2 separate regions of the Zea mays genome follow, and region 2 is linked to region 1. The links are chromatin contacts, called in public Hi-C maps. All regions are on one chromosome and are shown on one strand. The core of a region is the stretch at or near the end of the contact, and the rest is flanking DNA. Distances in the headings are between cores, read along the strand shown. Region 1 holds the start of LOC103640946 (F-box/LRR-repeat protein 3). Region 2 has its middle 8.5 kb from the start of LOC111590344.

Region 1 (4,216 bases), core at 760-3,259:
TGTTACTATACAACCGCCTTTTAATCACCTTCTAATCACTACTAGTTAGCATATTGCCTGATTTTACCACAATTACATCTTCTACTCCCTCCGTCCCATAATATAAGGCGTAACCACTTTTTGTTCTTGTCCCACAATATAAGGCGTGCTCTCTCTGTGCATACGTACATCGATGCAGTGGTATAGATAGAATTAAATACATTTCTTAGTCTTTGAACCAGAGTTGGTTACGCCTTATATACTGGGACGGAGGGAGTAATCACTAGGTAGCATCACCTATCAAATACTCATTACTGTACTGATTTTTAAAACCTGGCAAAGAAAGTCCAAACAGGCCAGGTGTTACATGTAACTACTGTACACTCTAAGCTGTCACTACCTACAGACAGGAAAAGAGAAGTGAAGATGTAACCATTTCCTACAGTATGTGAATTTATTAAAAATAGCCACCAACAATATGACTCATAATGTTTGAATAGCACTTTCTCGCCGATATGCACTAGCTTCCAACTTAAGTCCGACTTCACAAGATTTATGATAATTTGCAGGTTAAAGTTGAGATTTAACATATCATGCTACCAATTCTGTACCACCACCATGTATCTGAAATTTGGTTTGTGCAGCTCTTGTTGGGTACTTGGGTATCATAATAACTAAACTGCCCAAAAATTCTTTGGACAATGGTGCTTACTTTAGGTGTGTTGCTGCATATGACATTTTCGTCATTTCTATAAACATTGTATCAATTGCTAGTCCAAACATCTACCCACAAATTACCATCTTTCATCAATCCACTACTCAAGCAATGAACGGTTCAATAACTCATACAATATAGTAATAGTAACCTTGAGGTAGGATATGTTGAGGCTGCGGAGCTCAGGGCACTTCTTGGCCAGCAGATCAATTCCAATGTCAGAGATCTCACGGCACCACTTGAGGCTGAGCTTCTCCAGCTTGGGGCACCCAACAGCCACCTTGGCGAGCCCCATGTCGGTGACGGCAAGGCATTTGTCCAGCCTCAGGTCCCTGAGCTCGGACGCCGCCGCCAACGCGGCGGCCTCGCGGTCCCCGGCGGTGACGCAGTGCGACAGGTCGACGGCCGCGAGCTTGGGGCAGGCCGCGACGAGCGCCTCGAGGCCGCGCCAGCCGACACCATTGGCCCGCGCGAGGCACACGCTGCGGAGGCCGGCGAGCCCTCCGCCGGCGTCGGCGACGGCCGCGGCGAGGGAGGCGTCGTCGAGCGAGGCGCAGGCGGAGAGGTCGAGCCGCTCGAGCGCCGGGAACGCGCGGAGCAGGCGCGGGAGCGGCTCGCGTCGGAGCACCCGAAGCGCGCGGCGGTGCGCGGCCTCGGCGCGCTCGAAGGCGCGGCTGACGAGGCGGCACGTCTTGCGGTCCCGGGGCTCCCGCAGGTGTTCCAGCACCTGGCCCAGTAGGTCCAGCGACAGGACCCCGATCCCCCCGGCGCCGGCGGCGCAGTCGAGTTTCTGCGCCTCCCGGCTCATCCCGCCGGCCGAGGAAGCGGCGATCCGTCCGCTCCCGGCGGGAAGGGAAGATGAAGAAATTGTAGCAGAATTTCGCGGCGAGGAGGTTGATTTAGGTGGGGATGAAGAGGAAGGAGAAGACGGCGACGAGGGAGTGATCGTCGGGGAGCGGAACGCGCGGTTCGGCGGGCCGGCGCGGTCGGGCAAGGGCGCAGCGCTGCTGCATGGTAGGAACAGGATCCCGCGAGTGCCGAGGGCAGCGGCGGCGGCGCGATACCGGTCCCGATCGATCCAGCCCAGCGGCGGACGTGGTGGATAAGCCGCGGGTCGGGCAGGCGGGGCGGCGGGGACTGGGACTGGGGGCAGGTACGTACGGGCTGTGGGCAGCTCGACAGGTGAGGAGAGAGAGCGAGAGGCGTGCAGGTGTGGAGGTGGAGGCGTGGCGTAGAGAGGGAGAGAGGAGGGACGGAAGAGGAGAGAGAGAGAGAGGGAGAAAGATGTGGATAGGTGATGCCGGTCGGAATACCGCCTGCCTCGGGTGAGGGTCGAAGGTGACACCTGATCAATCGCTGGTAATGCGGTGGAGAAGATGACTAAAACGCCCGGCCCTACTCTCGGACCCGCAGCAAATTTTCTTTTCTTTTTATTTGAAATGGATTAATATATACATAGCTAATTGAACTAATTATTTACTCTTACGTTACAACGGTTGGTTTCATGATTATTGTTTATGTTTAAATTATTAGTATAGGTATAATTTTTCAATATTTTAACAAATAGACATGAGTTAGAGTAATAGAAGCAAATCACTTAACATCAAACTAGCAGGGTACAGGGTTCGAATTTTCTACCTGACGTACGAAGAAACCTAAGTAAGATGCGACGAGATGGGTACCGCTAACAGTGTGTAAAATTGAATGAGACGAAAAGATACTAGATCGTGATTTAATATGGAGTAGAAAGTGTATACTGGTTTCTACTATTTTTATATTGTTTTTGTCTCTATAGTTTATAGCTATAACAGTTTAAACAATCAAATTTAATCATAAGCGAACAGAAGCGAACAGGCCCAAACGACGGTGCCACTTGCATTTCACAAATTGAAAAACTTGCATTTCACAAATTGAAAAACTGTGCAATGGGTAGGGCCAGGGGTAGCTTTTGACAGTTTGCTAGTGTAGCTGACCGGCAATGTTTCTTCTCTTTTTATTTATTTTTTTAAAAGAAGGAGAAGAAAGAACATTATCAAAAATGATAAATACTGGGAGTCATACTCTTGGTTATCGTCGCAGGAATCACATTCTGAACTAACCGATGTCATTGTATTCCTTTCATCATTTATGTCATCACGTACATGTGTCATTCTAGTACTACTATAGCTTTCACTTTTTATTTTCCATACGATCATGCTTTATTGCTTTTATAAATGTAATAAGAGCTAGTTTGGAAACTTAATCTCAGAATTAGTTTATGAGCCACACAACTAGAGGAGGTTGGAGACTTGGAGGGGCTAAAATCCTCACTCCAATTTTCTTTGAGGCCTAGTTTGGGTACTCTAGTGTTGACCCTAATCCACTTGTATTGAGGTGGATTGGGATGTAACTTAAACTAATTTACACTACAATCCACCTCAACACATGTGGATTTAACTTAAAAAGGACTTAGATAACAAGGGTAGTCTAAGTTGTGGATTTAACTTAAAAAGGACTTCCTTCTGAAGTTGCAAAGAGAATGACATTCGAAGAGCAGTTAACTAGAGAAACTTGAACAAAAGAAGGAACATCACACCAACGTACCTTCGTAGCACCCCTCTAGAGGACACTGCCTAAAATCTCGGGACGAGATTCCTTTAAGGGGGGAGGGCTGTAACACCTCAGGTGTTACCATGGCTAGAGCACACCTTGGTACTAAGGACTGTGATCACCTGTGGTAAAAACTTAAGGAGAACATAAGAACCTTGGAGACCATGTGTTAATCAAGATTGTTAATGACCTAAGAAGCATCACTCAAGCTTTTGTGCACTTACTACCTTGGGCAAGAGGGGGGAAAACCCAAGACCTCTCTTGAACCCTATCTTCCAAAACCATGGTTGAGAGGGGGAGAGAATAAGCAAGTGTGCAAACCATGAATTAATCTTTAACCAAACTTTAAGTAACTTTATAACCAGCAATTGTGGGAAGGAAATGTTGCAAAAAGACCCCTGGAGAAACCCCAAATCCATTCCTTAAGTGAAGAGAGAGCTAGAGCTCTCTAATTCTCTCTAAGTCAAAAACTACACCTACACTAAAGATCAACCGTGTTCACCTTGAAGATGGCACCAAAACCACCTATGTTCTATACCAAAAATGTGGCATACCACCTAGGGCACCCACTGAAAAAAGTTGAGCCCGAGACCTTAACGTTTGACATGCCTTGACATGGTTTTTGTCGCGAGGTGGGCAGAGTGACATACCTGATTTGGCGACCAAAGATCTCCCTACCTAGGCCATATCTGCCATGGCGACTCACGGATGAGAGACAACCCTAGGTGCGAGGAAAAGACTCGTGCCGGATTTTTGCCAAGATTCGCACGTTTGCGACTTGGGCGAGCTGTGGAACACGGGCAGAAGAAAAGCTCCACGTGTTCGACGCGCTCTGTGCACGCCAGAGCACGCTCGCGCGCGCCCCGCGTCGCGCCAAAGGCCAGCCGACGCCATGGCCCGCGCCCGCGCCTATAAAGCCCACTCAGGCGTCGA
Region 2 (4,216 bases), core at 1,058-3,557, 91 kb after region 1:
TTAAGTCAGGGATCAGTCCACACGAGTGACTCGATCACGCTTCACCCGAGCCTAGCCTCGGCCAAGGGCAGCCGACCTCGAGAGACTTCCGTCTCGCCCGAGGCCCCCTTTTTATGGCGGACACATCACCGGCTCGCCCGAGGCCTTGGCTTCGCTCAGAAGCAACCTTGACTAAATCGCCACACCGACTGACCAAATTGCAGGGGCATTTAACGCAAAGGTGGCCTGACACCTTCATCCTGACACGCGCCCCCGGCAGAGCCGAAGTGACCGCCGTCACTCCACCACTCCACTGGCCAGTCTGACAGAAGGACAGCGCCGCCTGCGCCACTCCGACTGCAGTGCCACTCGACAGAGTGAGTCTGACAGGCAGTCAGGCCTTGCCAAAGGCACCACGGCGAACTCCGCCCCGCCCGACCCCAGGGCTCGGACTCGGGCTAAGACCCGGAAGACGGCGAACTCCGCTCCGCCCGACCCCAGGGCTCGGACTCGGGCTAAGACCCGGAAGACGGCGAACTCCGCTCCGCCCGACCCCAGGGCTCGGACTCGGGCTAAGACCCGGAAGACGGCGAACTCCGCTCCGCCCGACCCCAGGGCTCGGACTCGGGCTAAGACCCGGAAGACGGCGAACTCCGCTCCGCCCGACCCCAGGGCTCGGACTCGGGCTAAGACCCGGAAGACGGCGAACTCCGCTCCGCCCGACCCCAGGGCTCGGACTCGGGCTAAGACCCGGAAGACGGCGAACTCCGCTCCGCCCGACCCCAGGGCTCGGACTCGGGCTAAGACCCGGAAGACGGCGAACTCCGCTCCGCCCGACCCCAGGGCTCGGACTCGGGCTAAGACCCGGAAGACGGCGAACTCCGCTCCGCCCGACCCCAGGGCTCGGACTCGGGCTAAGACCCGGAAGACGGCGAACTCCGCTCCGCCCGACCCCAGGGCTCGGACTCGGGCTAAGACCCGGAAGACGACGAAACTCCGCCTCGCCCGACCCCAGGGCTCGGACTCCGCCCTGGCCTCGGCCGAACGACTTCCGCCTCGCCCGACCCCATGGCTCGGGCTCGGCCACGGCAACGGAAGGCAGACTCAACCTCGGCTTCGGAGGAACCCCCACGTCGCCCTGCCTAGAGCACAGACCGCCACGTCAACAGGAAGCGCCATCATCATCCTACCCCGAATCGACTCGGGTCACGGAGAACAAGACCGGCGTCCCATCCGGCCAGCTCCACCGGAGGGGCAATGATGGCGCTCCACAAGCTCTATGACGACGGCGGCCCCCAGCTCTCTTACGGAAGCAGGACGACGTCAGCAGGGACTCGACCGCTCCAACAGCTGTCCCTCCGCCAGGCTCCGCCGCACCTCCGACAGCCACGACATCACGCCAGCAGGGTGCCCAGATCTCTCCGGCTGCCACATTGGTATGTACCTAGGGCGCTAGCTCTCCCTCCGCTAGACACGTAGCACTCTGCTACACCCCCCATTGTACACCTGGATCCTCTCCTTACGACTATAAAAGGGAGGACCAGGGCCTTCTTAGAGAAGGTTGGCCGCGCGGGACCGAGGACGGGACAGGCGCTCTCTTGGGGCCGCTCGCTTCCCTCACCCGCGTGGACGCTTGTAACCCCCCTACTGCAAGCGCACCTGACCTGGGCGCGGGACGAACACGAAGGCCGCGGGACTTCCACCTCTCTCACGCTCGACTCCGGCCACCTCGCCTCTCCCCCCTTCGCGCTCGCCCACGCGCTCGACCCATCTGGGCTGGGGCACGTAGCACACTCACTCGTCGGCTTAGGGACCCCCTGTCTCGAAACGCCGACATATCTTTTGTCTCCATTTTGTCCTCTAATTATGTTGTGAAATGCAACAGTTGCAGGTGTGATCTTAATTTGGTTCTCTATGGGATGAAATGTGACTACCATTAGAATTAGTATAGACATAATTAAATACATTTCTTGGTTTTTAAACTATATGTGGTTACGCCTTATATACTAGGACTGAGGGAGTACTACCTGTACTTATACACAACAATTCATTGCTATTAGGTAAAGCAGGAAGAATCTCCACGCACGCAACCATTCATTGCTATTAGGTAAAGTAGGACACTAATTCCTAGAGATGGTTCTAGATTCCAATAATTAAAGAATAGAAACCTACTAACGTCAAGTCAGAAAACTCTCTTCATGAGAGACAGAGACAAGTTCCCATCGCCATGCGAATATGGGATACCACCCCTAGCATAGTATCGCCTAGCACATGAGCCATTCGAAGTGTGATATGAGAAGCGGCGGCTCACATCCATCCATTGAACTGCTGCAGTAAGCACGAGTGATGTCAGCAGCCACGTACAGGCCGACCGAATAATTGAGCTTTCGGGAACGGAAAAGGCGTTGTGCCAAAGCAAATTTCCCCCTGATGATTCGGACACGTGAGGCGGCTATGGAATTTTCTTGGAAGGTTCGGTGACAGAGGAGAGAGAAGACGAATACGACCGTGATTTATCTATGACTTAGGATAAAAAAAACGGACTGTGATTGGATCAGATGTTTGATTGATATAAATTTAATAAATTATTGCCCGTACACGGAAAGAAGACGTTATTAATAGATGTGTTTGTCCGACTCTTGCTTTTGTCTAATTTAAATTCAGAGCTACAAAACCGTCTGATTTTGACACCTTATTAGCTGTTAAAGCCGTTTAATTTTGAGCGCTGCAACCGTCCGAAAATAACCAAAATCCACCTCGTCGAGGGATCAAAATTAAATCGTTTTAATAGTTCAAATACCAGAGTTAGATAAGTTAAAGATACTTTAGGGGAAAAAGGCGGACTCTATCAAGTACTTTATAGGGTGTTTGGTTTGAGGAATGAGCTAGTCCATCATCTTCTCATTCCTCACTATTTTTGTTTGGTTTGTGGAATGGAATGAGTTGATCCATCATCATCTTATTCCTCATAGTTATTTAGTTAGTACTAATATGAGTAATGGGGTCATCCCACCAAATTTGCGAAATGAACCCATGATGCACCACCTTAATTTGGATGTAGTGATTCCTTAAACCAAACACCTCCTTAGTTTTCTTATATATTTAGGTTTACTCTGCTGCAACCACGAGGAAGCATAACGGGGCAACACAGTTAAAACGATAATGCTTTCTCCCCTTGGCAATGAATACAAGAAATCAAAGGATGAAGGATAGAGAAAATAAGTCAAAACGAATAACACCATAGTCAATCCATTTGTTTCCATTATTATACTAGTTCAGTTGACAAGTTACCATTCGTTGCTCATGTGGGTGCCATGTTCGATGCATATAGAAGGGGATCTGTTTGAGGCTACCATGGAACATGCTTTTGTATAACTCAAGCAAAAAAAAAGAGAGTTTGTACAAGGCAAGTGTCCTTTGACCACGTTCTTTATCTATGCAACTTCAATTCACTTTACTTTTTATGCATGTGTCTTAATGTTATGAACTTTAAGGATTACCTTGTGTGTTAATCATTCCTTATATCTTGGGTTTACGCATTGGTGCTAAACACTCCCACCCGAATGACACATGATTTGTAATCCTAACTAATGGCTTACTAGTGGTTGGCGTGCGCCCTTGGGCGCGCTTGCAAATTACATAAATATTGTAGAGAAATGTTTTTTTATAATAGATCATTATAGGAGGTAGCTATATTAGGTCATGTTTGGTTTGAGGGACTATTTTAGTCCCTAAATTACCAAACGGTGGGACTACAATATGTATTAAACTGTTTGTCTCTAGTCCCTCAAGGGGTGACTAAAAGGGACTAAACCATATTAATTCTACCTTTTGTCTCTCCTTTATTTCAGATGCACTAATGGCGAGAGAATATTAAAGAGTATTTTGACCTCTTATGATTCAGTTAATGTTTTTTGAATACTTTTAGTCTATAGAACCAAACAGAGTAGGATTAAACTTTAGTCTCTAAACTAAATTTTAGTCCCTGGACTAAAGGAACCAAACGAATCCTTACTCGTTAGTATCTAAATGTTGAAAATGAGACGAAGATATGTATATAGAGTTGATACTTAAGTTACTTAGTTACTTTGTATACAGGGGAATGTGTAGAAAAAAGTTGTTCAGTTCAACAGTACCACCACTAATTAATTAAGAGAATCCAAGGAAACAGGAGAGCAAGCACGTACCAATAGTGGAGTCAAGTCAATCCATAATAGAAGCATGGCACCATAGGCCA

Evidence for each region. A called contact is a pair of places that touch in the nucleus more often than the background predicts.
Region 2: a contact with region 1 is called in a Hi-C map of leaf, with 2.2 times the contacts expected there. The contact joins the enhancer-like site here to the promoter of LOC103640946 in region 1. A contact is called at or near these places in 6 of 25 Hi-C or Micro-C datasets (bundle sheath, ear, endosperm and 2 more).

Annotation. Positions count from the first base shown.
Region 1 is chr10:23,348,190-23,352,405 of Zm-B73-REFERENCE-NAM-5.0, forward strand. It overlaps LOC103640946 (F-box/LRR-repeat protein 3), which reads right to left and starts at 2,010. Exons shown (of 7, transcript XM_008664387.3): 1 at 846-2,010. The coding sequence starts at 1,502.
Region 2 is chr10:23,439,139-23,443,354 of Zm-B73-REFERENCE-NAM-5.0, forward strand. No RefSeq gene overlaps it. Among protein-coding and RNA genes, the nearest start is that of LOC111590344, 8.5 kb to the right of the region's middle. Within about 2 kb of position 2,308, at least 16 of the 20 cell types and tissues checked have an H3K27ac peak or open chromatin away from gene starts, as enhancers often do. A contact at or near this core is called in bundle sheath, ear and leaf, where this site is marked.